2 separate regions of the Sus scrofa genome follow, and region 1 is linked to region 2. The links are chromatin contacts, called in public Hi-C maps. All regions are on one chromosome and are shown on one strand. The core of a region is the stretch at or near the end of the contact, and the rest is flanking DNA. Distances in the headings are between cores, read along the strand shown. Region 1 overlaps LOC102168016 (a long non-coding RNA gene). Region 2 overlaps LOC102168016 (a long non-coding RNA gene).

The links. Hi-C and Micro-C count contacts between places; a contact is called where the count stands out from the background.
Region 1: a Hi-C map of skeletal muscle shows a contact between it and region 2, with 2.5 times the contacts expected there. The contact joins two enhancer-like sites. A contact is called at or near these places in 10 of 47 Hi-C or Micro-C datasets (alveolar macrophages, brain, embryonic fibroblasts and 4 more) and 1 of 2 datasets of contacts at active chromatin or transcription factors (skeletal muscle).

What each region holds. Positions count from the first base shown.
Region 1 is chr3:12,175,272-12,177,971 of Sscrofa11.1, forward strand. The region is part of intron 4 of LOC102168016 (a long non-coding RNA gene); the gene reads left to right. Among named protein-coding and RNA genes, the nearest start is that of CASTOR2, 140 kb to the left of the region's middle. Within about 2 kb of position 1,435, at least 4 of the 83 cell types and tissues checked have an H3K27ac peak or open chromatin away from gene starts, as enhancers often do. A contact at or near this core is called in skeletal muscle, where this site is marked.
Region 2 is chr3:12,106,995-12,109,694 of Sscrofa11.1, forward strand. The region is part of intron 3 of LOC102168016 (a long non-coding RNA gene); the gene reads left to right. Among named protein-coding and RNA genes, the nearest start is that of CASTOR2, 68 kb to the left of the region's middle. Within about 2 kb of position 1,402, at least 9 of the 83 cell types and tissues checked have an H3K27ac peak or open chromatin away from gene starts, as enhancers often do. A contact at or near this core is called in skeletal muscle, where this site is marked.

The DNA.
Region 1 (2,700 bases), core at 185-2,684, 68 kb after region 2:
TGCATTGCAGCAACACCAGGCACTTAATCCACTGAGGCCAGGGACTTAACCTGCATCATCACAGATACAATGTTGGGTTCTTAACCTGCTGAGCCACAACAGGAACTCCTGTACTATTTTTCAGATTCTGCATGTAAGTGATATCATATGGTGTTTGTCTTTCTGACTTATTTCACTTAGTGTGATAATCTCTAGGTCCATCCATGTTGCTGCAAATGGCATTCTTTCATTCTTTTTTATGGCCGAGTAGTATTCCATTGTATGTATATACCACATCTTCTTTATCCATTCACCTGTTGATGGACATTTAGGTTGCTCCCACCTCTTGGCTATTGTAAATAGTATTTTAGGACCTAATTTTTAATGAGTTTGACTGAGCCAGATACTGTTCTAAGCATTTGCACACACCATTTGACTTGATTCACAAAGTCCCTTTGTACTAGGACCTGTGATTGTCATTGTCAGTTGAGGAAATTGGAGTCTATTAGCTGTCTCCACCTGAATGTCCCAGTCCTCAAGTTCTAGCACTTCTACCCCCTCGGTATCACCTGAATTCTTCTTCCCTCCACCTCATCACCCATTTCTGGTTTGGCCTTCAACACTTTTCTCCTTAACAATTGCAGCATGAGATGAAGTTTGAGACGAAGTACTTCCCCTTGTCTTTGGCCTTTTATCCTGAACTTAGTCATGTGTCCTCCTAGTAACGTATTACCTGCTTCTACTTAGTTGTGCCACTGTCTACCAGCCACCCCTTCTGGGTTTACTTCTAAAAAGAGGTAGGTGTTCCTGTCCAAAGAATGCATGACCCCTCCCCATGCCAGCTTCTTCCCCTGCTGGATGAGCCATGGTGCCCAATCAGCCTGGAGCATGCCTGGAGCAGAGACCTTCTCTCCAGGTCCAGACCAGTCTCTTCTGCAGTGATTTGTACTTGGAATTGATATTGCTTGGACTTGAAATCCTCTTACATTGTCCCTCTCAGGTCCCCACTGAGCAGTTAGTCTGGTTTCGAGGAGGACACTCCATGCATCTCATAGAAAGGGCTGGAGAGGGCTGGTTTGCACACAGTCAGCTGGAACTTGTCCAGCCCTTGCTCAGGGAGTCCATCCACGGTCTGGGCCAAGGCATACTGTTCATGCTCCTTGGATGCCAGTTGGGTAGCATGCCCCACGGTCCTTGCATAGGGCTTGGGGACCTGGCAGAAGAGATGGCCAGGGACTGGGCTGGCCGGTCATTACATTTCAGGAAAGCCAGGCCCGGACCACATAGCTGGCCAGGTCCTGGGTCTGATGGGAAAGTTCTGGAGAGCAGGACTTCACAAAAGCATTCTCGGGTGTTATTAAAGCAGCATGTTCTTGTGGAAGCAGAAGAGACCAGCCACTGTTCTCTGGTGTTTGCTCAGAGCCCCAGTGACCCTGGAGGTTTTGTTCCATTTGGTTGACAGTGTGTGATGATAGCATATGCGGCAGCTGAGCCAGCTCAGGCCAGTTGCAAATCACAGGGCAGGGCTATCCCTGGGGGAGGAATGAGTTTCAGATTTCTACCAAGAAATAATCAGCAAATATCTTCCAGAAATTTCAAGTTCCAAAAAGTGTGGCCACGTACATTCCTCCACGGTTGGCAGGAGGATTCAACAAAACCATCCTCCTCCCTCTGGAGAGGAACTTTGTCATAAGCACCAGAAACCTTGGACATGTTCAAATCTTTTAATCCTTGGACCATTCCAGTAATTTGTCTGAAAGAAAGAATTAGAAAAGAATATCAAGAATTATACACAACATGGTTGACATAAGGTTTTTATAATAGCAGAAACAAAAACAAACTAGGAAACAAAACACACACATGCATGAAAACGGCTTAAATGTCTAATGATTGGTATTAATTTAATTTAGTACACCCATGTCAGGCTCTATTTGGCCATTTAAAAAAGCATATTTTCCAGGAAATATGAGAGACCTAGGAAAATGCTCATGCTACAAATTAATCAGATAAAACCAATATGCATGAATAGAAGAAACATTGAAAGAGAATATCCCCAAATATTAATAATCTCGCTAAGAAATGGGGTTATGGGTGATTTCTCTATTATCCGTTGGACTTCTACGTGTGTTTGAATATTTTCAACATGATATGCTGATGTTGTCATCTTTAAAAATGACGTCTACAAAATACGAAAGACCTCCACAGGGTCCGTCTTTCCTCAGTGTGGGGTTCAGGAGAACAGACTCTCCCTATTGTGCAGATGTGCCTTTGGATTTTATTGGAAATGAGGAAACCAGAGGATCATGGGAATGGAGAGCAAATATTCATGCAAGAAGCTTGAGATGATATAACTATCTTCAAACATCTGATATGTAATCAGGCCTTGGGATGTCCCAAGGGCCAGGTCAGAACTGTCCAAAATGAACCAAAGAGGACTTTTTTTCTGCCCCACCTTCATGCATGCTCCTGTTGCCACTGGCAGGTTTTTGAATGGCACCACTCCAGCCAGAAATCTGAAATCGCCCCTGACTTCTTTCTCTGCCCCACCCAGTCGATCTCCCACAGGGTCCTCTAAACTTTCCAAAGAAATGTCTTCCACATCATCGCTGTGCTATTTCAGGACCTCTACCTCTCTTGACCAGGCTACTGGAAAGATTTCCAGCTGGTCCTCTTTCCATTTGCTCCTATCACGACAGCCAGCCTATACGCTTGGAAATTTAG
Region 2 (2,700 bases), core at 152-2,651:
TGGGGACCCAGGGGGAGAGCAGCCGGCTCATACTGGGGACGGGAAGGCTTTCTAGAGGCAGAGGGGACATTCCTGGAGGAGGACACTGCCTGTGCAAGAGCCTGGTGGTGACAGCAGTGACTCAGGACTGTGGGTGTCGATTGCAGTGGGGATGGGGGAGATGCCCTGAGGAGGGGACCAGGGCTCCACGTGCTGGGTGGGGATTCTGCCCTTTCCCTGGAAAGTTGTGGGTCAGGAGGGGACACGCACTGTCCTTCCTTCCAGGTGTCACGTGTGTGGGGCTGGAGAAGGTCTGGCTCTCCAGTATCCTGTGCCACGTGGCAAGAGGGAGCCCCTGTGAGGAGGCAAGAGGGGAGTGGGGCTGCTGAGACACAGGGGATGGTGCCCCTTGAAGGTGGTCTCAGGCCATGCGGAGGGTCACTGCTGGGGCAGGAATGGCGCCGAGGGGCAACTGAGACTTGGCGAAGATTCGGCACATAGCGGTGTCTCCCACACAAGGCATTCAGGACCCTGTGTGTGCCAGAGACACAGTGCCAGGCCGCTGAGCCACTGGCAGGAGAAGCTGAATGTGGGGTCATCCCATCCCCGAGGGGATGCTCCCCTGGGGCAGCCGGGTGACCCCGGGAGGGCGCTGAGCTGTGGGTCACATGACCCAGCTTTAGGCTTGGGCTCAGCTTCCCTGCCCGTCTCTTGGGTTCAGCACTGCCTTCTCCAGAATCGGTTTTTATCCTTCGTCGTGAACAACTCTTGCTTTTTTTCCCCATGATGCGAGAAACTGGGATAGTTTCTGGGCTTTTCTGCTGAGGTGGGAGCAGGCTGGGGGGGAAGCCGGTCCTGGAAAAGAGGGGTGTAAAGGCAGCACAGGGCCAAGTTCCTGAGCATCCTGGTTCTGCGGGCTCCCTGGAGTGTTCGGGGCCAGGGAGCAGGAGGGCTGGAAGGGACTTATCCAACCCTCCCATTTTACAGAAGAGAAACCAAGGCCTGGAGGTGGGTGCAAACTGCCCACGTCAGGACTCCACCTCCTTGAGTCTCCCTCCGTCCCTGCTTCTGTGAGGCTGTCAGGCTCGGGGCTGGGATATCCTGGGAGGAGGGGAAGGGTGAGGGATTTACTGGGAGCAGGGGAGGGGTGAGGGATATACTGGGAGCAGGGGAAGGGTGAGGTGGGCCCCCCGATTGGAAGAAGCTTCTGGAAGTCCTCTGAAGTCTGGTATCCTGGGTGTGGGGGAGGCCCCAGGCCGGTGGGGCTGCAGGGAGACACAGCCTGCCAGGCTGCAGACAGTGCACCGCAGGCCTCTGAGCCTGTTTCCTCAGCTGTAAAAGGAGCCAGTTGGCCTGGACAATAGCAAAGGCCCTCCTCCTCCTGTTCCAGAATCGCAGTCCACTCTGGAGTAAAGGAGCCCCCTTTCTGTTGGCTCGTCCGCTGCTCACATCTGCACACCAGCTGGAAGGGATCTGAACCTATCTGGGACTCTCTCCCACCAGCGCTGTTTATTTTTGGACCTATTTCCAGCTAAGGATTCCGTGGGCCAATGAGAATGGCTTCTGGCGCGGTGTAGCCGTGACCTATGTATATTTTCTGTGCGCGTCTTCCAGGGCTCGATCGGGTTTCCACATTGCCTGAGCTCTTCATGTGAATTTGGGCAGATCAGTTAGTAATTAGTATCTTTAGTAATTAGTACTTTCCAGGGTCTTTGTGGATGGATGGTCCACCTCCTGGGAGGGCATCAAAGGGGAAGGGCGTGTGGGTGATGTGTGTATGCAGTGTGCATGTGTGTGTGGCGTGTGCATGCACGTGTACGTGTGTGTGTGTGTATGCCCTGTGCATGTGTGAACACAGGCACAGGCATATGTGTGTGTGAGACAGAGGTGGGGCGGGCCTTCTGGAAGAGCGTGGGAGGGCACCTGCAAACTCAGTAAGTCCCCAGGCAGATTCTGTTATTTGCAACCAGTCCCTCGGGGGCTTCATGGGTTTGGAGGGGAGGGAAGCTGGCTCTGTGGGAAAGATGGAGCTGGGCACTTGGAAGGCACTTGACATTTCCTTAGGGGTTTAGGAGCTTTCGCTTGTCTGGGATGAGTGGAACACCATCTCCTGGCTCCCAGTTAGACAGCGCAGAAGGCCTGGGTTCCAGATCTTTCTCAGTAGTCCCCAGCCCTGTCCATACCTGGCTGGTGTGGAGTGTGGAGGGCAGGAGCCCATAAGTGCAGAGACTGGTGCAAAAGGGGCTTCTGGAGGCTGCTAGAGCCTAGCATTTCACACCAGCAAGACTAGGAGAGCCCGGCCTGCCAGAGGCAAGCCTGTAGCATGCCGCTTGGATAATGCAAACATGATGGTGTGGCAAACAGGTTACAGCTAAATCAGTTTGCTGCAGACCTGATCTGCAAGACACTTGTGATTATAAATGTTAATACGCTCACTCGGGGTGATTAATTTTGCAGCGACTGATTCTCACCAGCGTACTTCCTTCTATCGCTAATGTGACATTTGCGAGCTCCATACTTTCATTACCTCTTCTTGCAACTATCTGTTCTGAGAACATGGGAAATGGTTTCTCAGAAGTCGTCTCCATAAACAGGGCAGGCAAGAGGTCGGAACTCAAGAGCTGCTGTTGCTTCCACGCGCCTGCGGGAGGGGGGGAGTTGGCAGTTCCTCCAGATGGCCCAGAGCCTGCCTTGGAGCTGCCTGCCCCTGGGTAAGCCCAG